7 separate regions of the Sus scrofa genome follow, and regions 1, 2, 4, 5, 6 and 7 are each linked to region 3. Evidence: chromatin contacts called from public Hi-C and promoter capture Hi-C data. All regions are on one chromosome and are shown on one strand. Each heading gives the region's core, a stretch centred on a gene start, on an enhancer-like site or on the middle of the called end of the contact. The rest is flanking DNA. Distances are from core to core; before and after follow the strand shown. Region 1 holds the start of AUNIP (aurora kinase A and ninein-interacting protein). Region 2 overlaps RHCE (Rh blood group CcEe antigens). Region 3 holds the start of MAN1C1 (mannosyl-oligosaccharide 1,2-alpha-mannosidase IC). Region 4 holds the start of TMEM50A (transmembrane protein 50A). Region 5 holds the start of SYF2 (pre-mRNA-splicing factor SYF2). Region 6 holds the start of MTFR1L (mitochondrial fission regulator 1-like). Region 7 holds the start of TMEM57 (transmembrane protein 57).

Evidence for each region. Promoter capture Hi-C pulls out the DNA fragments that hold promoters and counts their contacts. A called contact is a pair of places that touch in the nucleus more often than the background predicts.
Region 1: a contact with region 3 is called in a Hi-C map of liver, with 5 times the contacts expected there. The contact joins the promoter of AUNIP here to the promoter of MAN1C1 in region 3. A contact is called at or near these places in 1 of 5 promoter capture datasets (liver) and 2 of 47 Hi-C or Micro-C datasets (heart right ventricle and liver).
Region 2: a contact with region 3 is called in a promoter capture Hi-C map of liver, with 3 times the contacts expected there. The contact joins the enhancer-like site here to the promoter of MAN1C1 in region 3. A contact is called at or near these places in 1 of 5 promoter capture datasets (liver) and 6 of 47 Hi-C or Micro-C datasets (embryonic fibroblasts, heart right ventricle, liver and 3 more).
Region 4: a Hi-C map of liver shows a contact between it and region 3, with 2.8 times the contacts expected there. The contact joins the promoter of TMEM50A here to the promoter of MAN1C1 in region 3. A contact is called at or near these places in 3 of 47 Hi-C or Micro-C datasets (heart right ventricle, liver and skeletal muscle) and 1 of 2 datasets of contacts at active chromatin or transcription factors (alveolar macrophages).
Region 5: a contact with region 3 is called in a Hi-C map of liver, with 2.1 times the contacts expected there. The contact joins the promoter of SYF2 here to the promoter of MAN1C1 in region 3. A contact is called at or near these places in 3 of 47 Hi-C or Micro-C datasets (heart right ventricle, liver and skeletal muscle).
Region 6: a Hi-C map of liver shows a contact between it and region 3, with 5 times the contacts expected there. The contact joins the promoter of MTFR1L here to the promoter of MAN1C1 in region 3. A contact is called at or near these places in 2 of 5 promoter capture datasets (fetal liver and liver) and 5 of 47 Hi-C or Micro-C datasets (heart right ventricle, liver, omental adipose tissue and 1 more).
Region 7: a contact with region 3 is called in a Hi-C map of heart right ventricle, with 3 times the contacts expected there. The contact joins the promoter of TMEM57 here to the promoter of MAN1C1 in region 3. A contact is called at or near these places in 2 of 47 Hi-C or Micro-C datasets (heart right ventricle and liver).

Annotation. Positions count from the first base shown.
Region 1 is chr6:83,315,242-83,317,941 of Sscrofa11.1, forward strand. It overlaps AUNIP (aurora kinase A and ninein-interacting protein), which reads right to left and starts at 1,401. Exons shown (of 3, transcript XM_013999063.2): 1 at 976-1,401. The coding sequence starts at 1,059. It also overlaps the pseudogene LOC110261117.
Region 2 is chr6:82,911,034-82,913,767 of Sscrofa11.1, forward strand. The region is part of intron 2 of RHCE (Rh blood group CcEe antigens); the gene reads right to left. Among named protein-coding and RNA genes, the nearest start is that of RHCE, 13 kb to the right of the region's middle. Within about 2 kb of position 1,413, at least 44 of the 83 cell types and tissues checked have an H3K27ac peak or open chromatin away from gene starts, as enhancers often do. A contact at or near this core is called in embryonic fibroblasts, liver, mesenteric adipose tissue and 2 more, where this site is marked.
Region 3 is chr6:83,088,669-83,091,368 of Sscrofa11.1, forward strand. It overlaps MAN1C1 (mannosyl-oligosaccharide 1,2-alpha-mannosidase IC), which reads left to right and starts at 1,274. Exons shown (of 12, transcript XM_021095595.1): 1 at 1,274-2,700. The coding sequence starts at 2,319.
Region 4 is chr6:82,860,377-82,863,076 of Sscrofa11.1, forward strand. It overlaps TMEM50A (transmembrane protein 50A), which reads left to right and starts at 1,309. Exons shown (of 7, transcript NM_001243626.1): 1 at 1,309-1,398. It also overlaps a transcript of RSRP1 not described here.
Region 5 is chr6:82,842,120-82,844,819 of Sscrofa11.1, forward strand. It overlaps SYF2 (pre-mRNA-splicing factor SYF2), which reads right to left and starts at 1,365. Exons shown (of 7, transcript XM_021095593.1): 1 at 1,245-1,365; 2 at 912-1,022. The coding sequence starts at 1,271.
Region 6 is chr6:83,263,973-83,266,672 of Sscrofa11.1, forward strand. MTFR1L (mitochondrial fission regulator 1-like) reads left to right here and starts at 1,379. Exons shown (of 7, transcript XM_021095596.1): 1 at 1,379-1,517.
Region 7 is chr6:82,932,698-82,935,425 of Sscrofa11.1, forward strand. It overlaps TMEM57 (transmembrane protein 57), which reads left to right and starts at 1,386. Exons shown (of 11, transcript NM_001038646.1): 1 at 1,386-1,494. The coding sequence starts at 1,415.

The sequences.
Region 1 (2,700 bases), core at 151-2,650, 230 kb after region 3:
ATATACCAGCAAAGTGCCTGACACATAGTAAGCACTCAATAAATTACATATTGCTATTATGTATACATCTGTTTTCTTCCCCCACAAGACTGTAATAAACTTGAGGAAGAATCCTGCCCTTAGGGTCTGTTTTGAAGCTATTTTTCAAGTGTAAAATGAATATCATTATATCACTACTGTGTAGATGAGTACCAAACAAGGTAATTCATCTGAAATAGCACAATCTCCAGCTTAAAATGCTCAATAAACATGAACTATTATAGCATCCTTTTGCTTTTCTGTAATAACTAACAGAGACTCTTGCATATGTGCCAAACCTGGGTGTAATTTTCAATTCTCCTAGTTGGGTGAACCTGGGTTAATTACCTCACCTGCGTTTCCTTATTCCGCTAAGGGAGATGCTACATATAATACACATTAAATACTTAACACAGTATTTTTGGCACCCAGAGGATGCTCAATAAATATCAGGCCAGCTCCCCTTCCAGTCTCATCTATTTTTTACCCCCTACAGTTTACAAGTTCTGGGCAGGTAAATGGCCGGCAACCTGGCAAGGAGGGACCCACAGGGCAAGAACTAGCCAAGTTTGCATAAGCAGCCAGCCCTCCACACTTCATCCTCAGCTACCGTCCCGTAGGGGCTGTGAGCTCCTAAGGAGTCTGCTCCATTACGCTCTTCCGGGCAAATTTTCCCTCCACCTTCTCCCCTCACCTCGAAACTTCGCTGCCCCAGGGTCTCCACATCCCTCCACGGCCTGCCTGCCTTCCGCCCCCATTTTCTCTTCACTCCTCCCAAACCCTGCTTTTCAACCTTCTTCAGACTCCAATCCCTCTCTCCCCTAAACTTCCAAAGTTGTTCCGACTCGGCCCCCGACTTTACCCCCATCACCTTCTTGTCCCCCCCAAACTCCTCCCTTCTCATGCCTTCGGGGCCCCAAACCCTCCCCACCAACCCCTCTGGCCCCGACACCCCACCTGCGCTTTCCGCCTCTTCAGCGCCGCCGCGTCCAGCCACACGCCGCAGGCCTCCTCCTCCTCCTCCGGGCCTCTCCGCCTCATGGCCGGTGAAGAGAACAAGCCGAAGCAACTCACCGCTGAGTCTCAGGCCGCCTTAGGGAACCACCATAACAGACCCCGCCGAAGTTTAGATCTCGCGCCAACGCTGGGGGTGGAGCAACGGCGCGTCCGCCCGGCGCAGGCACCGCCCCCAGCGTCAGCTCCGCCCCAGCTCAGGCTCCGCCCCTCTCCTAAGCCCAATGGGATGGATACCTTCACTACCACCTCAACAGATCTGATTCGTCGTGAGCCTTTCCAGTTACCAAGGCGCGTTCTTTACGGATTTCTCATTCAAGAGTTGTACTCCGGGAGTTCCCTTCCTGGCTCAGCGGAAACGAATGTGACGAGCATCCGTGAGGACGCAGTCCGATCTCTGGCGTCACTCAGTGGGTTAAAGATCCGGCGTTGCTGTGAGCTGTGGTGTGAGCTGTGGTGTAGGTCGCAGATGCGGCTCGCATCCAGGGTGGCTGTGGCTGTGGCCGGGGCCATAGCTCCGATTTGATCCCTAGACTGGGAACCACCATATGCCTTCGGTCCGGCCCTAAGAAGCACCAAAAAAAAAAAAAGAATTGTATTCTGAAACTGTGCTATATGAACGTGTTCCCGACGTTGCACAAGGAATGCGCGTTTTCTTTTTGCTGAGTTAGTTGCACTTTCTTATAACCATCAGGGCTCAGAGTTTGCCATGTCTCACAGGTGAATCTTCAAGAACATCTCAAAAGGAAGAGGAGGAGCTGAAGCTCTGGTCCTCCAACTCCAAAGCTGGGGTCCTCAAGACTACCCTAAATGGATTACTTTTGTAATTCAAAACAAAAAAAAAGTTTAACTATGAAACCACATGGGAGAGGATTTAGAAAACGTTAAGGAGAATGAAAACTAAAAATTTGGAGTCAGGAACTAGCTTTCAGTCCTGCTTTCACCACTTACTCTATGGCGTTGGATTTTAAAGATTAAGTTTTGTGAAAGTATTTTGTATATTCTGAAAGCTCTTCAGAAATGCAAAAAACGCTGGTAACCCATCCATCCTTCTTTTATCTGTAACCACAATCTCTATAGATGTAATATATATAACAGGTTATTTTAGCAATGGAGTGTTACTTTTTTTTCATCCAGGATTTTTTTTTTTTTTTTTTGCTTTGCTTACCTGTACTTCCTAATTTCCCTCACTGTACATATATTGATCTATATTGCTTGTGTACTGTGGAAATGGCAATAGTGTAAACATTAACATATAACAACATTATAAAAAGTTAACATAAAGATCCTTGATTGAAAGTCCAAAATTGAAATCTTTGTCAAAGTATATATTTAAACACATTCTTTTATTTTTTATTTTTTATTTTTTTGTCTTTTTGTCTTTTTTGTCTTTTGTTGTTGTTGTTGTTGCTGTTTCTTGGGCCGCTCCCGCGGCATATGGAGATTCCCAGGCTGGGGGTTGAATCGGAGCTGTAGCCACCGGCCTACGCCAGAGCCACAGCAACGCAGGATCCGAGCCGCGTCTGCAACCTACACCACAGCTCACGGCAATGCTGGATCATTAACCCACTGAGCAAGGGCAGGGATCGAACCCGCAACCTCATGGTTCCTAGTCGGATTCGTTAACCACTGCGCCACGACGGGAACTCCCACATTCTTTTAATTTGG
Region 2 (2,734 bases), core at 163-2,662, 180 kb before region 3:
CTCGAGCAGCTATTTAATCTCACTGAGCCTGTTTCTCCATCTGTAAAAGAAGAATGATGGTCATACTTATCTCATGGGAGGGCTGTGGGGGATCAGAAAGGAGTCATATGCATGTGTGTCCAGCACACCATGACGGGCACAGAGAGCTAACTCAGGACTATTACGGATTCCTCCTTCTCTTGACGAATGAGCAAGCTTAGGGTGGGGATTCTGAAGGAGAAAACGCTTTTCGTTTTCAAGGCATTTATGATTCAACCGGGGTGACAAGGCTGACATCACGACCCAGTCGATTCAGACCATCTGTGATATCACGAGGCGAGAGGGGGTCACTGGAGGGAGAGAGCACTGTAAACTGGACTCATCAGGGAGGGCTTCCTGGGGGAGGTGGCACGGAGCCAGACAATCCATGGTTGTTAAACTGACCCTCTTCTGGGCACCTTTCCCCCTGGGAGTTGATGACAAACCACGACCACTGCTATCACCATCATCATCTATTCAGCTTTGTGTTCAACAGACTTGCAAATCCATCAGGTCGTTTATATTTGAAACCAAGGAACCCTCTGTAAATGGTGCTAGGGTACCATTTGGCACCTCCATTCTATAGGAGAGGACATTGAAAAGAGAAGGAGTCACTTTTTGGGTAATGGCCACATAGCTCGTTAATGACAAATGTGAGGCTTAAACCTACCCAGTTGCCCTGGATCCAAAGCCTGTGCTCTGAAGTTTGGATCCGGCCTTCCCGGTGTTGGCTGCCAATGCTGTGTCTTGCTTAAGGCACTTTGCAGGGAAGGATATGGGGAAGAAGCCTCCCAGGTACCAGGACTTATTTGGACTGGAGGGTCACCCCGTGTTTTGCCGTGGCTGGTCAGGTGATACCTTTGGGGGAGTGCTCATTTAACTGGCAAAGGTCTAATTCAAGAGATTGTGTGCCAGTGGCGAGATTGCAGCCCCCCAGGGGCCAGATGGGATCAGGGCGGTGTGGAGAACGTGAAGTACAGGACTTAGGACCCGCCTCTGTCTGGGCTTCCTGGGTTGCAATCCTGACCCAGCCACTTCCTGGCTGTGTGGTCTTGAGCCAAATACTTCACCACTCTGTGTTTCAGCATCCTCATCTGTGAGGCAGGGGCAAGGCTTACAGAGCTGTTGGGAGGGCAAAGTGAGTTAAGCCCAATAAGGGGGCTGGTTATTGCTATGACAGACCCTCCTGGGCCTTTCAACATAAGGCATGAAAAACATCACACCTTCTAGGGTTCTTTTTATTTTCATCTTTGTTCCAACAACCATTCACTAAGTCCTTACTAGGTGAGGAAAACAAAGCTGAATAAGACAGGCCTTTGCCGTGCAGGGACTGGTCGTCGGTGACTCAAGGCAGAACCAAGGCGGTGCCAAGTCAGGCCGCATGGTGTGGGTGAGGCCACGGGGGAGGGAGAGGGCCTGTCTGGGAGGTGAGCCCGGGCACCGCCCACCAGCCCAGCCAGAGCAGGAAAGGCCAGGAAGGAGCCCATTGTTCAAATCTGTGGGGCCAGTCCTTCTGGGGGTCACAGCTGGGAGGACCCACGTGGTCAGGGCGGGACAGGGGCGTTCACTCAGGCCATAAATGGCCTCTGCTTGTCTTTCCAGATTGAGTCAAGAGCAAACGGATCCCTGCAGGCAGGATGTCAGAAGAGGGCAGCCTGGAAATGTCTGGAAACTTAGTGCAGGAGGCCAAAGGCATGTGTGGCCTTGAGCTGAGGCCCATCCTGTCAGAGCTCCCCCAGAGTGCCCTTTGTCACTTCCTGGGCGGTTACTGGGGGCGGTTATTGAATCCCCATGGGGATCAGCTCTAAAGTGGTTTTATTTTTTTTTCTTTTATATAATGATTTTTTTCCCCATTATAGCTGGTTTACAGTGTGCTGTCAATTTTCTACTGTACAGCATGGTGACCTAGTCACCATACATGTACACATTCTTTTTTCTCACATTATCATGCTCGGGTGGAGTTTGTTTCTGGGCTAGTAGGGAGCTGGCTAGATTATGTTTCTTGTCATGATCACTCTGGAGTGTGTGGGGAAGGTTACAGAGAGTTAAAACTGAAGCCATGTCCACCACGCAGCTGGGTGTGTGATCCCAGGCAAATGTCTTAGGATCTCTGAGCATTTAGTTCAGACCCCCTACTCAGAAGGGTTAAACAAATAATGTTTGTGACTTTACAAACACAGCACAGAGCCTGGCTCATGGAAGGGTGTTCAGCAGCAGTGCCCAGAGGGGAAGGTAGAGTGGCCTGGAAACGTGATGGGGTCCCCAAGACACCTGAGATGGGATTTACCATCATCTGGGCAAGATAGGGATTCAGAATTGGATAAAATCAAAAAACGATTTTTTTTTTTTTTTTTTGTCATTTGTCCTTTCAGGGCCGCACCTGAGGCATATGGAGATTCCCAGGCTAGGGGTCTAATAGGAGCTATAGCTGCCAGCCTACACCACGGTCACAGCAACACCAGATCCGAGCCGAGTCTGCAACCTACACCACAGCTCACAGCAACACCGGATCCATAGCATCCATGTATGTATAATGACATGCATGTATATATGTGTGTATATGTACACATGTACTCTTGTGTAACCATCACCCAGGGTAACAGAGAGAATGTTTACTGAACCCCATAAGCTTCTTTTGGGCCCCTTCTTAATCAATGAACACCTTGCCCAGGTAACCATTATTCTGACTTCTGGTAACACAAGTTAATTTGGCTAG
Region 3 (2,700 bases), core at 24-2,523:
TGCTATTTGTCTCTATAAAGTGTCTTGCATGAAAGACCCACACAACACAATGTTTCTCTGCCTTGGGTTTGGTTTAACAGAAAGGGAAGATGCAGAGAGAATTGAATCCTGGAAGGAAGGTGTGAGGGTCTTGGGGTTGAGATACACCTGTGTCTAGGAATATAAGCCTGACTGTGTGTATAAGTGCATGTTTTTGAACCTATCTATTGTGTGTCTGAGTTTGTGCATGTCAGTACTTGTACTGATATGTCTTCATGTACTTTGGAAAATCACTTGGCGTCCATACCTAAATTAAGTGTATGTTTGTGTGCAGGTACACACCCACATGCAATCTCTGAGTGCATCCATGTCTATGCACTGGAGCACACATGTGCACATAAACACACGCAGGCATCTGGGTACGCACATCACCTGATGTGTATGGTCTTCTGCGCACATGACCAAGGTTCCTTCTCCTTCCTTGCTCTGGCACCGCTGCGGTTAGCTTCTTTATCTGCCCTACCCAGGGGGCCGGCCTGGTTTGGGGCTGTGGGAAAAGGAAGGCAGAGTTGTGGTCTGCGGGAGGGGGTCTAGTGGAAACACTGCCTTAGCCCGGCCCAACCGCCGGGTTGGCTTGGCTCCAGCCAGCCCTTCCTCACAGCCTGCCACAGCAGCACCACGGCCGCCCCTGCGGAAGCTCTCGGGTTCCCTGGGCAGGCCTCCAGCTCCCCGCCAATCCCGGACTGGCACAGAGGGGTGAGTGAGATTACCAAACCACTACGAGAACCCTCCAGACCAGCTGGGGCTCGTGCCCCCTCCGGGGGACCGACAACTGTAGCGGCGAGGGCGGGGACAAGGGTGGGAGGCGGTGTCTCGGTCTCTCCCAGTCCAGAGAATGCTGGGCACTAACCAATGGGCGACTGCGGCCCAACGGGGATCCCTCCGAGGCAGCCAATGACCTCGCTCCGCTCTCCACCCCCGCCCTCGCCAACCCCGCGCAACTGGACCATTGGTGCCGGCGGGATGGGGCGGGGTGGGGGTGGGGGTAGTGTGCTCGGCGCCGGCCCTTTGAGGAAGGGGGCGTGGCTTGGAGTCCCAGCTCCTCTCCCCACCCGGGCTCAGGCCCTGCACTCCTTACTCCAGCCGCGAGGCCATTGGCCTGGCTGCGGCGCCGCGGCGGTGGTGGACCGCGGGACGCGCGCAGTGGGCGTGGCCCGAGGGCGTGGCCCGACGGGAGGCGGGGCCGAGGGTGCTGTCTCAGTGAAAGCCGGAGCTGCGGCGGCAGCGGCGGGGGCGTCCGGGCGGTGTGCGCGCCTGTGGGGCGCAGGCTCGGCAGCGGCGGCGCCGGCGGTGGCGGCGGCGGCGGCGGCGGCGGTGGAGGAGGCTCAGCCTGCGGCTGCAGCGGCCCGTCTGGAGCGGCCGCTGAGAGGAGGCCAGCTGCAGCGGGGGAGGCGCAGCCGGGACTGCGCGCTCCGCGGAGCCGGCGGGGACCGGGAACAGGTGATCCCAGCAGGAACCCGGAGCCCCACCGAGTTGGCGGGGCGGGAGCTCGCACTCCCGGGCGCAGCTGCAGCCGCCCCGCCGCGGCTGGTCGCGGACGGTGCCGGGCACCGGACCAGGGCTCGGGCATCCCTCTGCTCCTGGGGACCCGGGAAGCCCCTACCCCTGCAGGCTCCGAAGTGTCTGCTCCCGCTCGCCGGCGCCCGCTCCGCGGCGGAGCAAAGTTGTGGACGCGTCCCCTTAGCCGAGCCCCGGCACTGCCGCGACCCGGCTGGGCCGGCGCGCTCTCTGAGCGCCACTGACACTCCAGCCCCGCTGCCGCTTCGCCCCCAGAAGGTGGCCCCTTCTGGAAACTGCTTCTGAGGCTAAAACTTTGGGCCGAGGGGTTGAGGGCGGCTCGGCGCGGGGACGAGGCCTGCGGGCTCCCCTCCGCGCCAACAGCGTGGGCGCCGTGGACGGCATGTGACGGCCCCGGCGGCGGCCGCAGCGCGGGAAGGCGCGGGCCCCGGGAGCTCCGGCCGCTGCGAGGAGGGGCTGAGCGGCGGCCGGAGAAAGGGCTGCGGCAGGCGGCCGACCCTTGCGGGCCCGGGCCCCGCCGCCTCGCTCGCCCGGGCCCCGCCGAGGTCGCTGCGCCCCCACCCCGGCGCGGGAGGACGCGCCCCAAACTCCCTGAACTTCAGGAGCCGTCCCCGAGAGGCGAAGCTCTCAGGGACACCCACCCCGAGAGACGCTCCTCGACGACCTACTCTCCCCGAGCCCCCAGCTGACAAGTGCCTGGACTCCAAGGGCCTCAGGGGCCTGGCTGGAGCTGACTGTCCCTAGCCCTGTGCCCGGCCACGATGCTCATGAGGAAAGTGCCCGGCTTCGTCCCGGCCTCCTCGTGGGGGCTGCGGCTGCCGCAGAAGTTCCTCTTCCTTCTCTTCCTCTCCGGCCTCATCACCCTGTGCTTCGGGGCCCTCTTCCTGCTGCCCAACTCTTCTCGCCTCAAGCGCCTCTTCCTGGCCCCCCGGACCCAGCAGCCCGGCATGGAGGCAGTGGCCCAAGTCGCCGGCCACTCTCTGGCCCGCGAGCCGGAGTCACCTCCCAACCCGGCCCCCGCGGCTCCAGCACCAGGCAAGGACGATCCCAGCAGCCAAGCCAGTCCCCGCAGTCGGAAAGGATGGCCAAGGCGCACCCGCCTCGTTGAGTTACGGGAGGAGGTTGCCGCGGCCCCCCTCAGAC
Region 4 (2,700 bases), core at 59-2,558, 230 kb before region 3:
ATTAAACGACACAAAAACCTTGGTTTCCTCGTCTACTCATACATATACCCCTACATGTAAAAGAGGTGAACCTGTGCGCCTCTCTTAGCGACAAAAAAAACCTTCCTAACCTCTTTTACTTATGTGAAACCGGGTTCTGCTCCGCGACCTCTTCCTGGATCTCTCCCTCCAGGTGCTCTGTTCTTTCGGATACACCACAGGGTAAAAGACCTAGTGCTATCGCCTGCGCGTGATCAAAGAGGCCCTTCTGTAATACGACCTTTCCTGAGAGAGGTACCTCCAGCAGAATAGCGAGCGGCGCCTGTAATTTCTCTTCTGGCGCCTTCAGGAACGAGACTGTGACTTGCCTCTTCTCCGGAGCGGGCTATGACTCTTGTACCACCATCGACTCCACCGAGACGCTGGAATGCGACCGAGAGCTTCTTGGAAGGGACGATCCCAGCCACAAGTCATTCTCTTAGCTGACACCATTGCCTCCGGCTGTGAAAAGGGTCACTTCTTCAGAATCCAGATTATCTCCTAAACATTGGTTCTCAAGCCGGTCGCTTTTCCCCAGGGGCGAGTGTTTGGCAGTCTGGAGACATTTTTGGTTGTTATAAGTGGAGGAAAGCGGGTGATGCAGATTAATCATGCTACAGCAGCACGGGACAGAGGCCCTCCCCCCCGAATTGTCTGGTCCCAAACGTCAGTAATACCTAGGCTCAGAAACCCTACCTTCAAGCAAACTGAAAAAAACGTCAACTCCTAGAAGTGGGTCACCGCGCCGGGACGCACCTGGGTCTCCCAAGTAGCAGGCTAGCAGAACTCGGCGTTACCCGCCTTCCGGGAACCGCCCCTTATAGATGCAAAGTTTCCGCGAGGGCGGGGGCGGCTCTGAGAAAAATTTTAAACAAGACTTAAAAACCGGATTAGAGCTGTTGGGCCAGATCTACCTTCTGCACCGCACCTGAGACAACTACGGAACGGGCTCCAGCACTAGAAGAATAATCACCTCTCTGAAGACTGGATATAAAGCCCAAGCAAACGCCTTCTTTTGAAAGCAAAGAGCAACTTCTCACACCTACCCTTGAAAGCTGCACGCAACTACCATTTCCGACATCCAGCTGTGGACAGAGCGCAGCGGATAGGCCCTAGAGCTGGCGCGTTCCGAGCATGCGCAGAGACACCGGCGTGGTGGGCGTGGCTCTCTGGCTCTTTCTGAGCCCATCTTCCTTCCTTCCCAGGCCTCTTCCTACGCCCGGAGCCGCATGCGCATTCCTGCCCCGGGGGCGGTGCTGTTCGATCCGGGTATCCGGCGGCCTGTGGCTGTTTTGCTTTCTTGGCTGGAACTGGGGAAGTGGGGCAACCCCGCGCGGGGCAACACCGGGTTCCGGACCGACTGCACGGGCGGGGCTGGACGTAAGTGCCAGGCGGGAGTGGGGGAAAGAGAGGCACTGCCGCAGGCCGGATGAAGTGCGGACCCGGGACTGTCTGCCCGGCCGATGCTGACCAGGTCGTTGCGTCCCACCCTCTGGGAAGCTGTAGGCTCAGGCTGTGCCTTCCTGGACCCTTCCTGGCCACTTCCTGCCCACCCGTGTCCCACCCGCGGCGGGAGGGGGCGACCGTGCCTTCCCCGAGGACGTCACAGGATCCCTGAAAATCACCATGCCCCCCTTTAGGGCGAACTGACACTCCGGAAGGGAGTGTAAGCCTGCGGGTTCACTCAGCGAGGGAGGGGGCCGAGCTAGAACTAGTTCCCGCTTCTTCCCAGTCCCAGTCCACTCTACACCTGAAATCCCCAGAGCCTGGAGGGCGGAGTTTGGGCCTGAGTGTGCGGGTAATTAACCGTAGACAAATGGTTTGGGGCGGGGTCACTGGAGTGAACCGAAAATAACATACTGATTGCTTTTCCTCCCAGGGAGGAATAAAAAGAGTGAATTTTCAACATTGGACTTGTCTTAAAGGCATATTAACACTAGTTATAATCACGGTTTTTAATATTTAATTTTTATAGTGTCTAATTTTTATATTTATTTATTTTTGTCTTTTCTTGGGCCGCTCCCAAAACATATGGAGGTTCCCAGGCTAGGGGGTCTAATTGGAGCTGTAACCGCCAGCCTACACCACAGCCACAGCAATGTAGGATCCGAGCAGTGTCTGTGACCTACACCACAGCTCATGGCAACACCGGATCATTAACCCACTGAGCGAGGCCAGGGATCGAACCTGCAACCTCATGGTTCCTAGTCCGATTCATTAACCACTGAGCCACAACGGAACTCCAATATAGTGTCTAATTTTTAAAAGGGAGGCTCCAGCTGGATTCATTGCTCTTTTTTAGGATGTGTTTTTGGGCAACCATGATTGCTGGCTACAGATTAGCTTCACGGACGGTTAAAATTAGCTGCGGGAGTTTGGGTGTTTGATTATTCTTACTATTTTTGGTCTTTTTAGGGCTGTGCCCTTGGCATACGGAAGTTCCCAGGGTTGGTTATTGCTGCACCTCCGCGGGAGCTCCAGTTGGCTTGATTATTAACAAGTTAGACTTAATGCAAACTTTTTCATATTCTGAAATAGTGATAATATGGATATGTCTCAGACCAGGTCTGTATAGCCCAGTTCAAAGGAATGTTTTATGTAGTTGTTATCCGTGGAAATTTATGATAATTTAGCAGTGGATTTTCTTTTTTTTTTATCTGAATTAATATTGACTTAAATTTT
Region 5 (2,700 bases), core at 115-2,614, 250 kb before region 3:
GGAGGTTTCCAGGCTAGGGGGTAGAATCGGAGAAGTAGCTGCTGGCCTACGCCACAGCCACAGAAACGCGGGATCCAAGCTGTATCTGCGCCCCACACCACAGCTCAGGGCAACGCCAGATCCTTAACCCACTGAGCAAGGCCAGGGATCAAACTCACAACCTCTTGGTTCCTAGACGGATTTGTTAACCACTGAGCCACAATGGGAACTCCGCCTTTGTGTAAATATTTTGGACATTTCATTTTTATGTTAATATCTTACTCATCTTTCAAGCAGTAGTTTAGGTGTCATCTCTTATAGGAGACACTCCCTGAGGTCCCCCAAACTGCAACAATATCTCCTCCTCTGCACTCCCAAGGTTCTTTGTTCCTATCTCAATTTTACAACATATATTTTTTAACAATATTTACAATATAATTTTTTAACAACAGTGTAATTTCTAGCCAGAAAATTCTCTCCTCGACTTAAGAACAGAGGCCTTATCTTACTCATCTGGTTCCCCACCAACTAGCTGAACTACTGACCCTACAGACTTTCCGAGATTTGCTGAGTACTTTTCAATGAAGCGACAACCAACTCTTGCTAACATGGACGAGTTTCTTCCATATATATTTCCCTAGATACAATGAAGAGTTTATACAAATCACACAGCAGGGAGGTTGTTAGTAAGATAAATGCCCAAACCAGCCCAACTAAGTTAAAACAGATGTGGGTGGGAGGAGGGCTGGAGAGAGCATGTCCCTTTCCAAAAGTGACTCCAATGTACTGCGAGGGTTGAGAACTACCGGAACGGAACTTTTATCCTGCCCTGCGGGCCTGTCACACGCGCGGGCGCGGCCTCCTCGTCCCTCCAGAAACGCGCACGGCCCCGGCCGGGTAAAAGGTCTCAGCGGGCCTCTCTGGCTACTCACCCGCTTCAGATGCAGTTCCCGGAATTTGCGCAGTCTCTGTTCGCGCTTCTGGGCGGCTAGCTCCTCGGGCCCCAGTGGGGGCTGCTGCTCTTCTGCGCCGTTCCCCGGCACCTACAGCGAGGAGGACAGGCTAGAGTGGGGCCAGTTCGACTTCTTCCCGGAAGGCCCAAGCGATTCCCCACAAGTCCCACCAGGCCGGAAGCTCAGAGCCGACCCAGACCCCACAGTAGCTGTACTTTCCTAGTCTGAAACACAAGCATCTCCTCCACCTCTCGCCCTTGCCAACCACCGGCGCCCTAACTAAAACCCCTGGGTAAGGCCGGCGTCACTTACCTTCTCGACCAGAGTAGCAGCCGCCATTACAGCCTTTCCTTTCCCACTTCCGGCAACAACTCGGAGCACTTCCGCCAGCCTTTGGACTGCCGCGTCAGTACAGGTTAGTAACTAGCGTAAGTCCCGCCCCTTCCAGGAAGCCTCAGGCAATTGGGACGAATCTTTGCCTCTTTCAGACGTGAGAGGTTTTCTATTGGGCAAGGCCTTGCGCAGCCGCAAAAGGCCCGGGGACGGGGAGGGGCGAGTTGGAAAAGGGTGTGAAGTGTTGCGGAAAGATTGACTGGGTAGGAATGGCCTAATGGGGGTACGGTGCAAAGTCGCCTCAACTGTGTATTGTACTCTTCAACGGAAAGGGCTTTCCCTTTAGCGCTTAGCTTCCGTGTCACCTCCTCCGAAGCAGGTCTTCCCTGACGACGCTGTTTCGCGTAGGCCCTAGGGACCGTCATATGGCAGTATTTTAAGATATTTTTCTCATCTGTTCTTTTTTCTTTTCCCCCAACGTTATAAACTGCAGGAGAGCAGGGCCTGTCCCGTCCTGTTCCTTCTTCCGTGCCTAGCAGGGAGACTGAGCCAGAATTAATAAGAGTTGAAGATATTAATATAATTCGGTAAGATTCTGGAAACAGGAGGAATATACGAAAATATTTTTTCTTCACTAAAACTTAATTAGAGGTGGAAATGAAAAAGTAATCCTCCAAATGAAAAGATACCTAGATATAAGATTTGAATGATAGCCGGAAGAAAGAAATGAAATAATTTGAAATACAGAAAGTTAAATTTCCAGGGAGTTCCCGCCGTGGCGCAATGGTTAACGAATCTCACTAGGAACCATGAGGTTGCAGGTTCGTTCCCCAGCCTTGCTCAGTGGGTTAAGGATCCGGCATTGCCGTGAGCTGTGGTGTGGGGCGCAGATACAGCTCGGATCCTGCGTTGCTGTGGCTCTGGCATAGGCTGGTGGCTACAGCTCCGATTAGACCCTTAGCCTGGGAACCTCCATATGCCGTAGGAGTGGCTCAAGAAAATGCAAAAAGACAGAAGAAAAAAAAAAAGTTAAATTTCCATTAATAACGAAGGGATTTCTGGTTGGAAGACAAAATATAAACATAATAGTACAAGGGTATCTCAGTATAAATGTGATGTTATTCTGTCAGAATCTCAGTGGGTTATTGTTTTTGTTTTTTGGAACTGGAAAATACCATGACAAAAATCTTTAAGTTCGGAGTTCCCGTCGTGGCTCAGAGGTTAACGAACCCAACTAGTATCCATGAGGACACGGGTTCGATCCCTGGCCTCACTCAGTGGGTTAAGGATCTGGTGTTGCCGTGAGCTGTGGTATATAGGCCAGCAGCTGTAACTCCGATTGGACCCCTAGCCTGGGAACCTCCAATGCCTTGGGTGCGGCCCTAAAAAAAACCAAAACAACCAACAACAAAACAAATATTGCGGGTAGTATTAA
Region 6 (2,700 bases), core at 129-2,628, 180 kb after region 3:
TGTAAAAGAAGGATTGGAGTAGAATGGGAAAAGGAAAACCCTTGAGCAGAGATCGAGTCTCAGAGCCAAGTCTTGGCCAGATTGCTGGTGCAGGGCTCTGGAGCATAACCCACACTGCCATCCAAACTGGCCTCTTGTACCCTTTAGTAGTCATTGGCTTATGGGGTAGAGTAACTTCCCAGGTTAGGGCTTCCATTCTCCCTCCTGCAAGGGCAATTTTCTGGAAAATGGGGCAGCTGTGAGCAGCCAGTAGAGTTGCTGGGGGATGATTCACTGGTTGGGTAAAAGGGATCTTCATGAAGAACCAAGATAGCATCTGTCACACCAAGGAAAGGCAACTAGAGCGAATTCGCAAGATCTGCCATTGCCCAGGACAGGAAAGTAATGGTTAAAGCATGTTTGTCATCCTGGAAAGAGGGTTGGAAATGGAAGCCAAATTTCATCATTTAAAATATGGTGGGATCAGGGTGGACACCGTCTCTGACCACGGCCAGCTACAGAGTTTACAGGATCAGTGCAAAATGAAAACGCAGGGCCTTTGTTGAAAAAAAAAAAAAATTGTTGTTAATTTCAAGAGGGCAACAGCAGGCACCAATTAGTCTGAGCGTGAGGCCTGTGTGAATGCACAGCTTCTCTCCCCAAGAAGCCAGTCTGTCTCTGGCAGCTAGGACTTGCAACCAAAGAACTATAGCCTGGAAGCCAAGCACAGCCACGTGTTGAGGTCAGATGAGGACATGTGACCCAGGCCTGGATGTCATGGAGACCAGGACTCTGAGGCTTTGAGCACAAAGAGGGAGTGGGTGAGTGAGTCTGGAAGGAATGTGAGTCTCTTTCCCAAAGCATCTGGTGTCTTGCCAGTCTAGCCATCTGATCATCCAACTCACTGAGTATACCTGTGTGTGTCTTTGTGATATACCTAACTGCTAAAATAGAAGAAAGCTACAAAGCCCTGGAGAGCAGAGTCAGAGGAAGAAAGGCCCATTCTTGCCGCAGAGAAGACTGTAGAGGGTCTTGGCTGGGAAGTATGAACTGTGAAGCCACCAGGGCGAGATGGGGCAAAGCAAGCACTAAATCTGGGGCCTTGGATGCCAGAGGGAGGATTCTGAAGTTTGCACTACAGTTGGGAAGAGCAAACACCGATCAATGTGGGGGCCAAGCAGCAACACAGGCCCTTTCCAGAGGTTGGAGCCGGACTAAGCGTGGAGAGTGGTAAGGAGGGAAAGGAGGCCGAGACCAGCGGGAGATGCGACTGGGCGGACCTCGGGGATCAACTTTCCCCAAGGCTCGGACGGCAGGGGGCGTGGCCTCGGGGCTTGTCTCCGCCCTCGGGATCGGCACGTGCCGCCGCCCCGCCCTCCGCGGCTGGCCTGCCCAGGGCGCGCGGGGCCGCGGCTCGGTGCGCAGCTGCAAGGGATCGCTTCCGGGGGGCGGGTCAGCGGAAGTGAGGGTGGTAGAGGCTGGGCGGCCCGCTACGGTAGGAGGGGCCGTGAGGTGAGAGTCCTGAGCCGGAGGCTGAGGTGAGACTAGGTGCGAGTGCCGCCCCAGAGTGGAAGCGCGGCTTTCCGGGTCCGGCCGTCGCGCAGCCTAATGAATGCCAGGCGCTGTGCGTTCGGTGCCCGCGGCTCCGGTGCCCGCGCCGGTTCTCGCGGCAGCCACTGTTGTCCACCTCACTCGGCAGGGGGGAAACGGAGTCCCCGGAGGCAGTTGCTCGCCGGAGTCACCCAGATGCGCCAGAGGCTGCTCGTTTCGGACGCCCCCTCGCTCCTGCCGGGACCCGGCCCCGGGCCTGTGGGTCCAAGGGCCGCCGGAGCTGCGGCAAGAACTTGGCCGACCTTGGCCTTGTCGGGTCGGGCTGTTGCGGGGGAGGGGAGGCGTGTCCCGGGCGAGGTCCCTGGGGTCGCGCAGAGTGTCGGCGCGGCGGAGACCGGGGATGATGGGACCAGGCCCCGCTCGGGAGGCGCTGCGGCTCCTGCGGGAGGCCGTGTGTAAACACTGGGACGGCAGCCTCGGAAGGGGCTGTGGGGGCGCAGAAGTGGTCGGAGCCGGCCAGCGCGGCCAGCGCGGCCAGCAAGCTGGGGGGTCTTCTAGCCGGGCACTTGGGGTGGGGTGGAGGGTTGAACTCGGCGTTCTCGTCCGTTTCTCGATTGGACAAATGAAATGCTCAAGTGCCTACCGTGTATGGAGCAGGCGCTGTGCCCTGCTGGGAAGTCGTCGCCCTTGGGGCAAACTTCACGGCACACCGTTACCTAGATACTGCTGAAGGACCCCAAAGGAAACGCAGGGTGCCTCGGGGTGACTGTCAGGGAAGGGGAGGCGATGCTTGAGCTGAGCTCCAAGAATGATTAAGGATGAACTTGGTGAAGAGGGTGTTGGTGTTTGAAGCAGAGGGAATAGTGTAGACAAGACCATCGAAGGGCTGAAGGGCCAGTGTGGTTGGAGGGCAAGGGGAAAGCAGGTGTGGCTATGAAGTGTGCGGGGGCCAGAGTGGACAGGCCCTGGAGGATGAATGCGGTGAGTGGGTAGACAGGACAGAGAAGGGTGAAGATGAGGTTGGGCCTGACTGCCGAGGCCCTGCAAGCCATGCTGAGGAGTCTAGATGTTATCCTCTTGGCTCTAGCAAGCACAGTGGGTTTTAAGCATGACAGGAACATGATTAGCCAGGAGTTCTAGAAAGATGCCTCTGGCTGTTATGTGAGGGTT
Region 7 (2,728 bases), core at 136-2,635, 160 kb before region 3:
ATGGGTGTTTTTTTTCCCCTTCATCTACTTTCTACATTTCCCCAGTTTTCTTTAATGACATGCATTCCTTTTTGAAATATATTCATCTTTTTCTTTCTCAATAAAAAAATCTTTGCTGCCATTTCTAATTGTTATTTTGCTATATCTATGCTGCAGGGGAGTAATGAGTAAATGAACAAATAGATGTAGAGCACCCAGCACAGTGCATGACCAAATCGAAGCTCTAGGAATTTTAGGTGAGAAAGGTCGCTGGTCGGGCATCCCGGCGGCCCCATACCCCTGTCTGGGGACCAACATGCTCCCGACACGGACGCTCGCCTGCTCCAGCAGGCGCGGTGCCCGCTGAGCCTGCCGCCCAGCCATTCCTGCGGACGTGGAACTCCAGCCGAACCGCCCTACACACCCCCAGCAGCCTCGCGGGACGTCGCGCGCACCCACGGCCCCGCCCGCTGTGACGCGAGGTCCAGGAGGCGGGACCGCCGCGACCCCGCCCCGCGCCTCCTTCGATTGGCCGCCGCGCTGTCACCACGTCGCGGGAAGCTGGCAGGCTGTGTGTGTGTATGTGTGTGTGTGTGTGTGCGCGCGCGCGTCCGTGTGTGTGCGCGGTTTGCTTTGTCATTCGTACCCTGGTCGCTCGCAGACACGGCCGGCTTGGTTGAGTGCTCCAGGATCCTCAGAAAATGCTCCCGGTGATGTCCCCGGCGCCTCCCGCTTGGGGAGGATGTTGAGAACCCCTTACATAATGATGCGACTGACTGGAGCGCAGGTCAGCACAGAAACAGCACATGCCGCAAACCCAGGCCTCTGGATTTCAGAGTGCTAGTGATAGCCTACAGTGAAAATAGCACGGTATGCTCTAATGTGGATTATTATACAATGAAACACAATCCGATAATAAAATGTACCTTCGCAACAAAGCATAATATAGGATGTTATATTTATAGGGCCTATTTATAAGCCTCTATTTAAATCTTTTCTGATAGGCCCAGACTCGGGCCCAGACGCCGTAATGATTGGCGCATTCTTCTGTCCTTCGAAGAGGCGGGTTCTAGAGTCCGTTTTGCCTCAGCGGGCCCTGGGCGACAGCGGTGTAGAGTCGCCTTCGATTGGTCCGGAAGCCCGTCCGTCAGGGCTGAGGAGGCGGGGCAGGCGGCTGGCTGGTGCTGGGGCGGGCGGGCCCCGGAATTGTCATTTCTTTGTTTCCGAAGGCGGAGGAAGCTCAGAAACCCCCCCTCCCCGTCCCACCCCCTCCCCCCCGGGTGCTGGCTCCATGTCTGTGTGACCGGGCCCAGGGGTAGAGTCCAGGCCCGACGCGGGCGGGCAGGCGGAGGCGGCGGCGGCGGCGGCTGAGGTGAGAGACGGCGGCGGCGGCAGCAGCAGCAGCAGCGCGGGCACCCGGCCCCCCAGCGGGAGGATGAAGCGGCGGAACGCCGACTGCAGTAAGCTCCGCCGCCCCCTAAAGCGGAACCGGATCACCGAGGGCATCTACGGCAGGTGAGCGGCGGCGCCCCCGCCTCCTCCGGCGCGGGCCCCGCGGCCCCCGGCCGGCTCCGGAGGGGCCGGGCCCCGTTATGTAACCCGGACTAGGCCGCAAGCCCGCGCCTGGGGCTCCCCCGAGGAGCGCTGCCCAGGGGGCCGCGGCGGGCCCGCAGGGGTCGACCCCCGGGGCGCGGGGCGTGGCGAGGGTCGCCGGCCGGGCGGGAGGGCGCGGCGGGCGCGCGCTGAGGGAGCCGCCTCGCCGCCGTTGGGAGCGCCCAGGCTCCACCGAGGGGGAGGGGCGGCGACCCCCTCACCGCCCGCGCGCGGGGCCCCGAGGGCCGCTGCCTGAGCCGACGGGCCTCCGCTGGTCTCCCAGCCCGGCTCTGGCCCAGGAGCCTGAGCTGGGAAGCGCGTGGACCATATACACTGGTGGGGGGAAGGCTGACAAAGTTGGGAGCAGACAGCGGCCCCGCGGTCCTGGGGCAGCCTGGGCAGGTGGCCTCATTGCCCCTCTTTCGCCTTTTATTCCTCTTCTGGGATCTCAAACTTGGCCCCGAGGGCCGAAGCCGATAACCCCAAATCATGCCTTGTGGCCCCGCTCCAGATTTAGGAGTGATGATCATTTTCTCAGCAACATTATTTTGACAATCCCAAGCAGGTAGTTTTCGTCGAACCTTCTAAAGGAATTTTCTCCAAACTCGCATGTTTTGATTTGTTTGTTTTAATCCTCCTAAAACAAAGCAGTGTCTATCTTTTGGAGTAGAAATTGAATTCAGTACTCCGAGGGGTAGAAGGACAACAGGTTCATGGAGCAACTTAATGACAATCCCAGCTTCCCTAAGCAGCGTTTGTGTTTGACTCTTATTTGCTGGTTCTCACAATGGTGATTCTAAATGATACTTGCCTTGATAAAGAAATGATTTCAGTAGAGAAGTAATTAGTTTACAAAGGAGAGCTCTCAGGATGTGGATATAGGCTTAATTGAGTCCTGGTGGTGGTTTACAATTTAGCTCTTCTAGCTCTGGGACTTAGAGAAATATGTGAGTAGTTAGCTGATGACACCCAAGTTGCCTTAGCATAACTGTACACCTTGCACAGGCTACTGTTTACACATATAGAATGATTGCTTTTTGCAAGCAGCTGACTGATGTAAACATTTATTTCAAGTTTAAAAGCGTCAAGAAGTCAGCTAAAGTGAAAAGTTCTTGGATATATCCTTGCATGATGAGTGATAGATCATAGGAGTAGT